Linked DNA regions of Urocitellus parryii: region 1 is linked to region 2. The links are chromatin contacts, called in public Hi-C maps. All regions are on one chromosome and are shown on one strand. The core of a region is the stretch at or near the end of the contact, and the rest is flanking DNA. Distances in the headings are between cores, read along the strand shown.

Region 1 (5,243 bases), core at 1,688-4,187, 200 kb after region 2:
AAGAATCTCCAACTTAATCAATACCAACAGCCTAATAATACTTAACCGACTCTCTTGCAAGGTAAAATCAAAGTAAGTAAATGGAATGTCTTCATGTAAAAAGCTGTGGAAATACACAGGCCACTGGAATAATAGAGCCATGCTCCAGATACAACTTGGTGTTATAATGCTTATCTCTTGACTTCTGATCTGGACACAGAATTATGGAAATATCTATGTACCTATAATATTTATATAAATTCACAATTAACCAAGGCCTGCTCTCAATCGTCTTTAGCACAAATGCTGGCAGTGTGTTTATTGCAAAAGGAAGAATGTGATTCTTGGTAGAAAAATAATGCTGCATGACAATGTGTATACCACCTGACCTTGTAAAGCATCAGTTTCGTTTCTATAAAACGGGATAACAATCAAACCCTGACTCATAGGGTTAGTGAGAAGCTCAAATAGGAAATGAATTTGAAAGTACTAAACCATTATTACTATGTAAGGTTCTCCTTTTTTCCCCTGAACTTTTGAACTTTCAATTTAAAAGAGGTTTAAGATCAAAATATTCAAACGTAGGAAATACAAACTAATAGGGTTTGGAAAGGGTGAAAGAGAAATAAATTTACCATCAGGATACTGAGTTAGAACAGGGGGAGTAAATAGCAGAATTATAGTAAAGTCCTGTTGCAAACCCAGAAGAGTTTCATGCTTATCCATTGTAGACATGGGCCGGCCATGGCACCTCCATCCCCACCCGCAAACTATACTGTGTTAGGCTTAGGTGAATCACTGCGGACAAGTTCAGTCTGGAGGTGCACTGCGGGAGGGGGGTGGGGGTGGAGGGCGCTGAGGGGGGTAGACTTCCAATTCTGACAATCACCTCTCCCCCAATACTTTCAAAGAACACTCCATTCCTCCTTCTCTTTGGATCTGGTCCAGCCTATTTGAACAATTCCAGGTGAAAAAAAGAAAAATGACTGTTAAAAACTTCTTTTAGAAGGACTCTGTAACTATGGAACACCAGTAGCACCATTACTCCTTCCCTACCATCATATACTTCCAATGGTAAGGTTCAGTGTCTGAAAACCGGGTTATGTTTTGTTTCTCCCACAGGCCTTACCCTCCAAGTCTGACTCTCTCATGTATGAAATGAAGAATGATAGCTCCTGTCAGCCTCATCCCACCTCCACCAAGAGGATGAATGAGACAGTGCCTGGAGTGGTGTCTGAAAAACACTTGAGTCCATCGCTGTAAAGTGTCCCATTATGCCCTCTTGCCTTAAGAAAATCGTCCTGTTAGAACGGACATCTTCACTGAAACAAGCAAGGCTGAAGCGAGCTTGGCGCGTCCCACAGAATCTATTTCGGGGAGAAGGGAAGGGGGTCCGTCGCCAGTCGGGAGCGGGGACTGGGCCCACCAGAAACCTACCTGTTGTTCCGGATGCTGACCAGCACGCACAGCACCAGCTCCAAGTAGGTGCGCAGCACTTCCAGCCAACTGGTGGAGAGCTGCAGGCCCTCGACTTCTTCCCCTCCAGTTCCCGAGTCCGCGCCACCTCCGTCGCCAGGGCCGCCGCCTCCGCTCAGGTAGTTCTCCGCGGCGAACTCAACGCGCAACTCTCGCACGAACCAGCCGCACTTGCGCATGAGGAATTCGAGCCGGGGCTGCTCCGCGGGCGAGACGCGGAGGCAGATGCGGAGCTGAGGCCACAGAGCCGGGTAGAAGAGGCACTCGCGCCAGTGCGAGCAGGAAGCCGAGGCCCGCAGCCGGTCCGGCGCGGGCAAGAAGGAGAAGATATGCACGATCAGCTCGCTAGGTAGCGACGCGGCGCCCGCTGCCTGTCCGCACAGAGCCATCCGGCCCCGCCGCCGGCTGTCGGCTCCCGGCCGCCCCCGCAGTCCCCGGAGCAGCCCCCGTAGCCGTCGCAGCTGCTGCAGCCGCAGCCGCTGCCGCCTCCGCCGCCACCGCGCCACTCGGGCGGCCCCGGCTCGGGTTCGAGCTCCCGGCGGTCGGGGCTGCGGCACTGACAAGAACAACAACATCAATGACAAGGAAGAAGGGGGCGGAACCGTCGTGGGTCTCGGCGGAACCAAGTGGAGTACAAGTTGCGGAGAGGGGGAAAGGCCCCTATGTAGGTGGCCTGCAAATAGCGAGTCGTAGGTCTTTCAAACTGTACTCACGCGCGTCCAAGGCCTGCCCAATCTGTAACTACAAAACCCTCGCTGGTACTGTCTAGGGGCCCGGAAGTAGCTGGGCTTACCGTAAGGAAACGACAGCCCTCCCCGCGCCTGGAGGCGGAGGCTGGGCAGTGGTAGGAGCTGAGTTTGACGTCACCCGTGGTGGGAGGAGCCCGGTGCGAATGAGCGCGACTTCCGGAATGAGGATGCGCCGGGTTGCCGGTAGGGAAAGGGAGACGCGGCACGTGACTCCTGACGCACGGAAGCCAGGGGCATTGAGGGGGCGGGGCGCTGGAAATCGGGACACTAGATTCTTGGTCCGAGGCGGTAGAACTTGGGCGGAGTGCTAGAGATCTTGAGACTTCTTTTTGCACGTTTCTTACTTGCTGCGTTGCGGACTTTTGAGCCAAAGTGCCCACTTTCAGGGTCTCTTTCAGTGGTCCCACTTGCCAGAATATTAAGAATTTCTGAGATTGCATTGCTGAAGAGAAGCAGGGGGACTTGCAGGCTAACCTGCACAGGAGGTGCCCGAAGAGGAGAGGCGGGGGGCGGGGCAGGGCCTTGGGGGGCCCGGCGGCCACGAAGCCTATAGGAGGCCCCAGGCGGACCTCCTTCACTCGGACTGCACTGGTGGATTTCCCCACGCCCCCAGTGTAGGGAAGGAGCGAGGATAGCGCCACCCTATGGTTTTAAAGGGGGAGAAAAAAGTGGCAAATGAATCTGGGATCTGCTGATTGCCAGTTCGTTCTCCAGGGCCTGAGGAAGGGCCCCAGTTCCTGCTACTGAGATTTGAAGGCCCGCCCCCCCCCCCCTTGAAAAATTTGGGATGATAGCCCTTAAGGGGAGGAGCTTTTTTTTTTCCTTTGGTGGTGCTGGGGATTGAACCCAGGACCTTGTGCATGGAAGGCAAGCACTCTACCAACTGAACCACATCTCCAGTCAAAGGAGAAGAGTTTTTGAAATACTGTCCCCTAACCGCACCACAATTTGAGAGTTACATGACTGGTTGAAAAGGAGCAGTGAAATCAGAAAGGATTAAGTGATTTTGTGTAATAATTGAGGTTTGCTCTGGGTGGGGGCTGCCTCTTCAATTAGAAGAGCCACATCCGCCTCCAAGCGTTACCTGTGATTTGAAACAGCTACATTTTCCTGCTCTGTACCTTAAGAAAGCTAGATGTTTTTAGCCCTTTTTGGGCAAAGCTCTCTGTTCATGACTCATTGGGTTGTCAACAGTATTATGTTGTTACCTCAGAGTTTTCTTTACAGTGCCTATTTTTCTTTTTTTAAAGGAATCCTGTAGGTCACTTCTCAACTCTTGCGTGCAAGAGTTCTGTGTAGTTATATTTTATGAATATTTAACAAGCATTTAGTGGTAACAGCAGTGAATTAGGAAGTTAAGGCTTGGATTTTAAATTTAATTCTTTGAAGTATTTTGAAGTGACCTTTAGACATCTAGATCTTTTAGTTAGTTCATTGTATGTCTATGAAACATATTCCTGTATAAAAAGAATAAACTCGTGGGCTGGGGATGTGGCTCAAGCGGCCCAGGTTCTATCCTCAGCACCACATACACACAAAGATGTTGTGTCCGCCGAAAAATAAAGAATAAATATTAAAATTCTCTCTCAAAAATAATAAAAAATAACCTCACACTCGGCAAAATTTCAGTATTGTCTAATATTCCTTATACAAATTTGGAGTTATTTTCGGATTGTCTGTTGAAGCTGCTTTCTCCCAACCAGGATCCAATTAAAGACCACCTTTATATTTGGTTGTCTATATCGTCTCTTTTAATCTAAAAATTAAAAGTTTTTTTGGGGGGAGGCGGGTACCTGGGATTGAACTCAGAACTCAGGAGCAGTTAACCACTGAACCACATTCCCAGCTCATTTTTGTATTTTCTTTAGAGACAGGGTCTCACTGAGTTGCTTAGCATACTCACTAAATTGCTTAGGCTGGTGTTGAATTTGCGATCCTCCTGATCTTCCTGCTTCAGCTTCCCGACTGGCTGGAATTACATGCATGCGCTGGTTTAGTCTTTTGATTGTTAGTGTTCACAATTCCCACAATTTTTTAAAATTGTTTTATTCTTGGGAGATCTTTTTTCTTTAAGTTTATTTATCTTTGAGGCAAGCACTCTGCCACTGAGCCACAACCCCAGGCGGCCCCCCCACACACACACACTTATTTTTAAACTGATTTTTTAAAAAGACCAGGCTAATTGCCTGAGATGGAATATCTTACCTTCTGTACTTGACTACTTTCTTTTGGTGTTCATATTTCACCTCTATTTCCTGTATTTCTTATAAATAGGCAAATTAATAAAGACTTTAGCCTTTATATGATGTTGAGTACTTTACATGAAATCACATTTATTTGAACAATCACAAATAGTTTTACAATGACTATTTGTGGATTAGGCTTGATCTTCCATGTAAAGTTCTGTGGTATTTTTTCCATCTTCAAAAAGACTAACCTGTGCAGTGTGATTTTTGTTTCCTACAAATGTCCAATTCTCTCATCAACCATTCACTGAATGGGTTTGATAGCAATTCATAATTCTTGCCTGAATAATTTTTATTAAGGGTTATAAAATGATAATTTTGCATTCTTTCATTCCATCTACATTTATTAATTTTTGTTCTGCAGATGCTTTCTTTCATACACTAGGATCATTTATTTGCCCTGAAATATTAGCTCCTTTTGGAAAAGCGGAAAAAAAAATGCGTAATTGTCTCTTTTTTTTTGTCAGCCATTTTGAAAGCAAGTTTTTATGGCTTTGGAGGATGATAAGTGAATTTTCTTAGCTCTTTCTGAAAAATATTATATATATATATATATTATGTATTTATTAATGGTTTATAGATTTTAAGCAGTTATAGTTGTTGACTCTCAAATCTTGATGCTTCTATAACACCTATCAATTCTGTGTAATTATTATAGTCTTAAAAAATTCCTTGAGTGGTTTCAGTAGATATAACACAATGGGTAGGAGAGTGAGGCTAGATTTTGATTTTTTTTTTTCCTGTTTTGGTTTTGCTGTGATCTAAGTAGGAGATCTTAAAACAAATTGTTCAT
Region 2 (5,199 bases), core at 707-3,206:
GTCAAAAAATAAACAGTTAACCAATTTATTAAGGCTGATTTCCACACAACAATAACATGAGGGCTGGGGATGTGGCTCAAGCGGTAGCGCGCTCGCCTGGCACGCGTGCGACCTGGTTGGATCCTCAGCACCACATACCAACAAAGATGTTGTGTCCTCCGAGAACTAAAAAATAAATATTAAAAATTCTCTCTCTCCTCTCTCACTCTCTCTTTAGAAAAAAAAAAAACATGAGATTTTCATAATGTTTTGAAGAAGCCAGTGGCACATACCTGTAATCCCAGTGATTTGGGAGGCTGAGACAGAAGGATCCCAAGTTCAAGACCAGCCTGAGCAACATAGTGAGGGCTTAAGAAATTTAGCAAGACCCTATCTCAAAATAGAAATTAAAAGCGCAGGGCACTGCCTGGAGTTATACTCAGTGGTAGAGTGCTTGCCTCCCACGTGTGTGGGGCCATAGGTTCCATCTTCAGCACCATAAACAAACAAAAATATTGTGCCCATCTACAACTAAAAAAAAAAAAAAAAAGAAATGCAGGGGATGTAACTCAGTGGTAAAGCAACCTGGGTTTAATTCCCAGTACCAAAAGGAAAAAAAAAAAATCTATTGGAGAACAAAGGAATGTAATATGTACTGAGGACCTACTAAATGATGAACACAGCATTGTACTGATCGTCTCTATAAAACAGACTGTTAAATCGCCCAGGATCCTAAAAATAGATCGTGTGGAAGCAGAAATATGAACCCCAAGTTTTTGGTTAAGTCTACAAGCATTTGCCTATGGGGGAAAAAAATAGAACCTATTACTCCACTCTCAACCCTTGGGTACTGCCTGAGGTTGTAAACTGTATTGTAATAATGACATGGCCATACTCACAATTCAATTAAGTAATTGCCATCATACCCCTAAACCAGGTCCAGCTCTACTTTTTTCTGTAACCTTTCTTGCTAACATGTCATGTAATTTATGTTTATTATCTGACTCCACACTTTTCCTTCCCACAGAGCTACTTCAGATTTTTCTTTTTGAGGTGCTGGGTATGGAACCGAGATATAGCACATCTATGCACGTGTTCTACCACTCAGGCACACCTCAGTCCGGGAAATATTTTCTCAGCAACAATTTGTACATATATTTCTGGAGCAAAACCAGTTCCCACGTTGGCAGAACCAGAAGCTGGAGGACAGTTACTTCACAAATAGGGCTGCTCCCCCAGATCATGTATTAAACCAACAAGCTCAAGGTCAGGTGAACCGGCCTGACTCTCGCTTTTTCCCTTTAGTAGAGCCTTGCAAAGGTTCTAATCAGACTGATTCTTGACTGGCATAACCCCCAATCTCAATTTCCCAATAATAACAAGCATTGTATCCAAGGTTTTAATTTGTGAGGAAGAAGGTACGTAAAGCCTGTCACAGAGCGTCCACAACAAAACTAGCCTACACAATTGTTAGCTATCACGACTAATGACTTCCTATTCGTTTTGTGCTTCGCCCACTTTAATCAAGGGAAGCGTGCGCACAACTCCTCTCTGGGCATGCGCATCAACATAATGGCCGCGCCCTTTCGTAATTAAATCCTTCAGGTGAGGCAAAGTAGACTAGCTTCTGCCCAGCTCAGTATAATTTTGTGGTTAAAACAATTTAAGGCACGTCACAACGCAAGCTAAAAGTGATAGAAAGCTCCGCGCCCTCCTTGCCAGAACTGCGGCACCACGAACTCGCGTCCCGGAAAAATCAGGGCCTCTCAAGCCCGCCCCGGCTCTGCGCTAGAAGCCGAGCCAAGCCACCCGCAGCTAACAGGGGAGGGAGCAGACCGCCTTGCCGACTTTTCATTGGCCCGGGGTCACAAAGGCTGGAAGCTTCTCCCCCTTCCGGTTTCTGAGTGGTTGAGGCTAAAAAACAACGCCTATTATCATTGGCTGAACCCGGCTGTCAGTCGTTTCGCGTCTCGCGGCGCGGCACGGCTCGGCGCGGCCTATAGAGCAGCGTCGAAGCCTGCTGCAGGGAGAAGATGGCGGTCGCAGTGAGAACTTTGCAGGAACAGCTAGAAAAGGCCAAAGAGAGCCTAAAGAATGTGGATGAGAATATTCGCAAGCTCACCGGGAGAGACCCGAATGACGTGAGGTAAGGGCCGAACGGGAGCTGCGAGCTCGAAGAGGCATCTCAAGTCTATGTGAATTGGGGACGGGGAGGTCGGTCCTCTCTGAAAGGGCTGGAACATCCAGGCCTGTTCCCCGGGCGGCGGTAGAACCCCGTCCTTGGCGGGGTGGGGAACCTCCCGCCTCCCACTGTAGAGCGCTGGGCTTAGGTACTTGCGGGAGGAGAGGGAGGCCTGGTAGCGCTAGGATGGCCTCCCGACCTGTGAGGAGGCCCGGACTGCCGATTCCCGCCCTCGGCGCTGCAGGCCCGGAACTACAGCACAAAGCCCATTCGCGCTGCCGCGGCCACTCGGCCTGGCCTGGCCCGGAGACCCACCTGGGCCACACTCGGCTACCTCGCACATAGGTGCCACTTTCTTGGAGATGGCGTGCTAGGGCCCGACTCAGGTTTGTTAATGTGTGGTGGCATCGAGTCAGTGTAAATTCTGAGAGAGCGGTTTTGGAAAAAGAAGGAAATTTAATTTCCCGACCTGCTTTAAAATACATGAATATTAAACCGTCATTTTAGAACGATTGTTATTTTTTTTCCCTGTGATGTACCACATCTGTGAAAGTGCCCTAGATGTGTCTACATATGATTTTTTTTAATTGATTGTAAATCTTTTGTAGGCCCATCCAAGCCAGATTGCTGGCCCTTTCTGGTCCTGGTGGAGGTAGAGGACGTGGTAGTTTATTGCTGAGGTAAGATTTCCTTAAGACTTAAACTCGTACTGTATGTAACTGTTGGTACTTCCTATGTTAATGTATTTGAACCAGATTCATGCAAATATTAGAATAACAGTGTTTGTGTTATCTTTATTTTGTTTAATGCTGTGATATGCTAGTTTTCTGTGTAGTTATCCTGCATCTTCATTTGTGTGTGCAGCTAGGGATTAAAGAGTATATTTACTGTTCTATATAAACTTAATTGTACTTTTTAAAGTAATATAAAACTCTTTTGGAGGGGTGGATGTTGCCTACTGCATGCACTAAGCCCAGGGTGCAAACCCCAGTACTAAAAAGAAAGGGGGGGGAGCTTTTTGGAGTGAATGCTTATTTAAGGCTACTTCAGTGGAAAGACTTTGTTTTTTCTTTAATTCAACCAGATTTTCTTGCAAGTGGAAATACCAGTTCTGTCTTTGTATTTCAAGTGCTTTTATATTGGACATTTTTAATTGCAGGCGTGGATTCTCAGATAGTGGAGGAGGACCCCCAGCCAAACAGAGAGACCTTGAAGGGGCAGTCAGTAGGTATGTTTAAAAAAAAAAAAAAAAGGTTACTCTGTGGGGAGGGAACATGCCTGTAATCTCAGAAGCTAGGGAGCTAACACAGAAGGATGGAAAGTTCAAGGCCAGTCTGGGCAATTTAGTGAGACCATGTATCGAAATGAAAAGGGGTGGTGATGTTAATTGAGTGGTATAGTATCCCTAGTTTCAGTCCCCAGTACTGAGAAAATAAATACATAAAAATTGAACGAATGTAGCTCAGTGGTAGAGCACCCCAGGTTTAAGCCTTAGTACCACCTTTTTAAAAATTCTTGAAAACGTTCTTGTATACTCTCCTTTCTGAAGTGGTACACAAATATAAACATTTAATAGACATTATTGAATTGAATTGTATTAGGATTAGTAGTATACCACTTCCCACTGAGGATCTTTAGTATTCAAACCAAGACAGCCAACAGTCTTCAAAACTCAGATATTCAGGGCTGGGGATATAGCTCAATTGATAGAGTGCTTACCTCAAATGTAAAAGTGCTGGGTTTGATCCCCAGCACTACAAAAGAAAGAAAGAGAAACAGTTATTCAGGAAGCGGTGGCACATGCCTATAATCCTAGCATTTTTTGAGGCTAAGGCGGTAGGATCATGAGTTCAGGGCCAGCCTCAGCAACTTGGCCAGGCCCTCGTCAACTCAGTGGACCATGTCTCTAAATATAAGGGCTGGGGATGTGGCTCAGAGGTAAAGCAACCCTGGGTTCAATACCTGATACCAATAAATTAATAAATATACACTCAATGATAACTCAAGTTTTATTGAAAAAAAAGATGATGTTACAGAATATCCAAGATTGGTTGGAACATTAGTTGCTGTACTTTATTTTTCACTGCTAGAGGAAAGAGTAAAATGGGATAGAGACTGGTAGAATGAGGCTTCTGGAGATGAGTCCTAGAAAAAGTAGGCATTTGCCATTAGTATGCACTTATCTCAAATTCTACAGTGGTCATTTAAATGATACTTTTTGTGCAGGCTGGGCGGGGAGCGACGGACAAGAAGAGAATCACGCCAAGAAAGTGACCCAGAAGATGATGATGTTAAAAAGGTACTGAGGTTAAAAGAACACATTAGAGAATTAATATAGTACTTTCACTTTACTGCTATCCCTATAGTATTTTCACTTTACTGCTAGTTAAATTTCTGAGATTTTGTGGGTTTTTTTTTTTTCTTTTTGCAGCCAGCGCTGCAGTCTTCAGTTGTAGCTACCTCCAAAGAACGCACACGTCGAGACCTTATCCAGGATCAAAATATGGATGAAAAGGGAAAGCAAAGGTATCTGTAGAATGCTTCTAGTGGGCAAATCTGTCACATAAATTGTTGGATTTATCAAATGTCCATAGTTTCTCTCGGAAAATGGCAAGTTTAATGAAATCCTGTTGAATTTTTTTTTCTGCTTTTTAGGAACCGACGAATATTTGGCTTGTTGATGGGCACCCTTCAGAAATTTAAACAAGAGTCTACTGTTGCTACTGAAAGGGTATTTATGCAATATTTTCTTTGCTTTGTTTATTTCAGTTACCAGAGTATTCATGTTTAAAAAAGAAAAAAAAAGCTTAAAAGCTCTTTAGACTTAATTTCAAGCCTAAAATAAAGTAAGAATTCATTAAACTTTCTAAGATTGTTGTATTTTCAGCTGGTGACAGGGGTGGGAGTTGCTGTATATTGAATGAACTTCTATTTTTGGTACAAAGACCATGACCTGTAAATCTTGAGAACTGGATTCTAATCTAAGCTCTTTAACAATCTCATTGTGTAGTTAGACAAATCCCTTCATTTCTCTAGGT

Evidence for each region. Hi-C and Micro-C count contacts between places; a contact is called where the count stands out from the background.
Region 1: a contact with region 2 is called in a Hi-C map of liver, with 5 times the contacts expected there. The contact joins the promoter of Fbxo33 here to the promoter of Pnn in region 2. A contact is called at or near these places in 2 of 2 Hi-C or Micro-C datasets (liver and muscle).

Annotation. Positions count from the first base shown.
Region 1 is chr6:50,827,010-50,832,252 of mUroPar1.hap1, forward strand. It overlaps Fbxo33 (F-box protein 33), which reads right to left and starts at 2,938. Exons shown (of 4, transcript XM_026411331.2): 1 at 1,417-2,938. The coding sequence starts at 2,030. It overlaps Trnag-ucc (transfer RNA glycine (anticodon UCC)), which reads right to left and starts at 3,102; the gene lies at 3,030-3,102.
Region 2 is chr6:50,626,831-50,632,029 of mUroPar1.hap1, forward strand. It overlaps Pnn (pinin, desmosome associated protein), which reads left to right and starts at 1,957. Exons shown (of 9, transcript XM_026411328.2): 1 at 1,957-2,125; 2 at 2,770-2,841; 3 at 3,321-3,389; 4 at 4,388-4,460; 5 at 4,593-4,687; 6 at 4,817-4,892. The coding sequence starts at 2,013.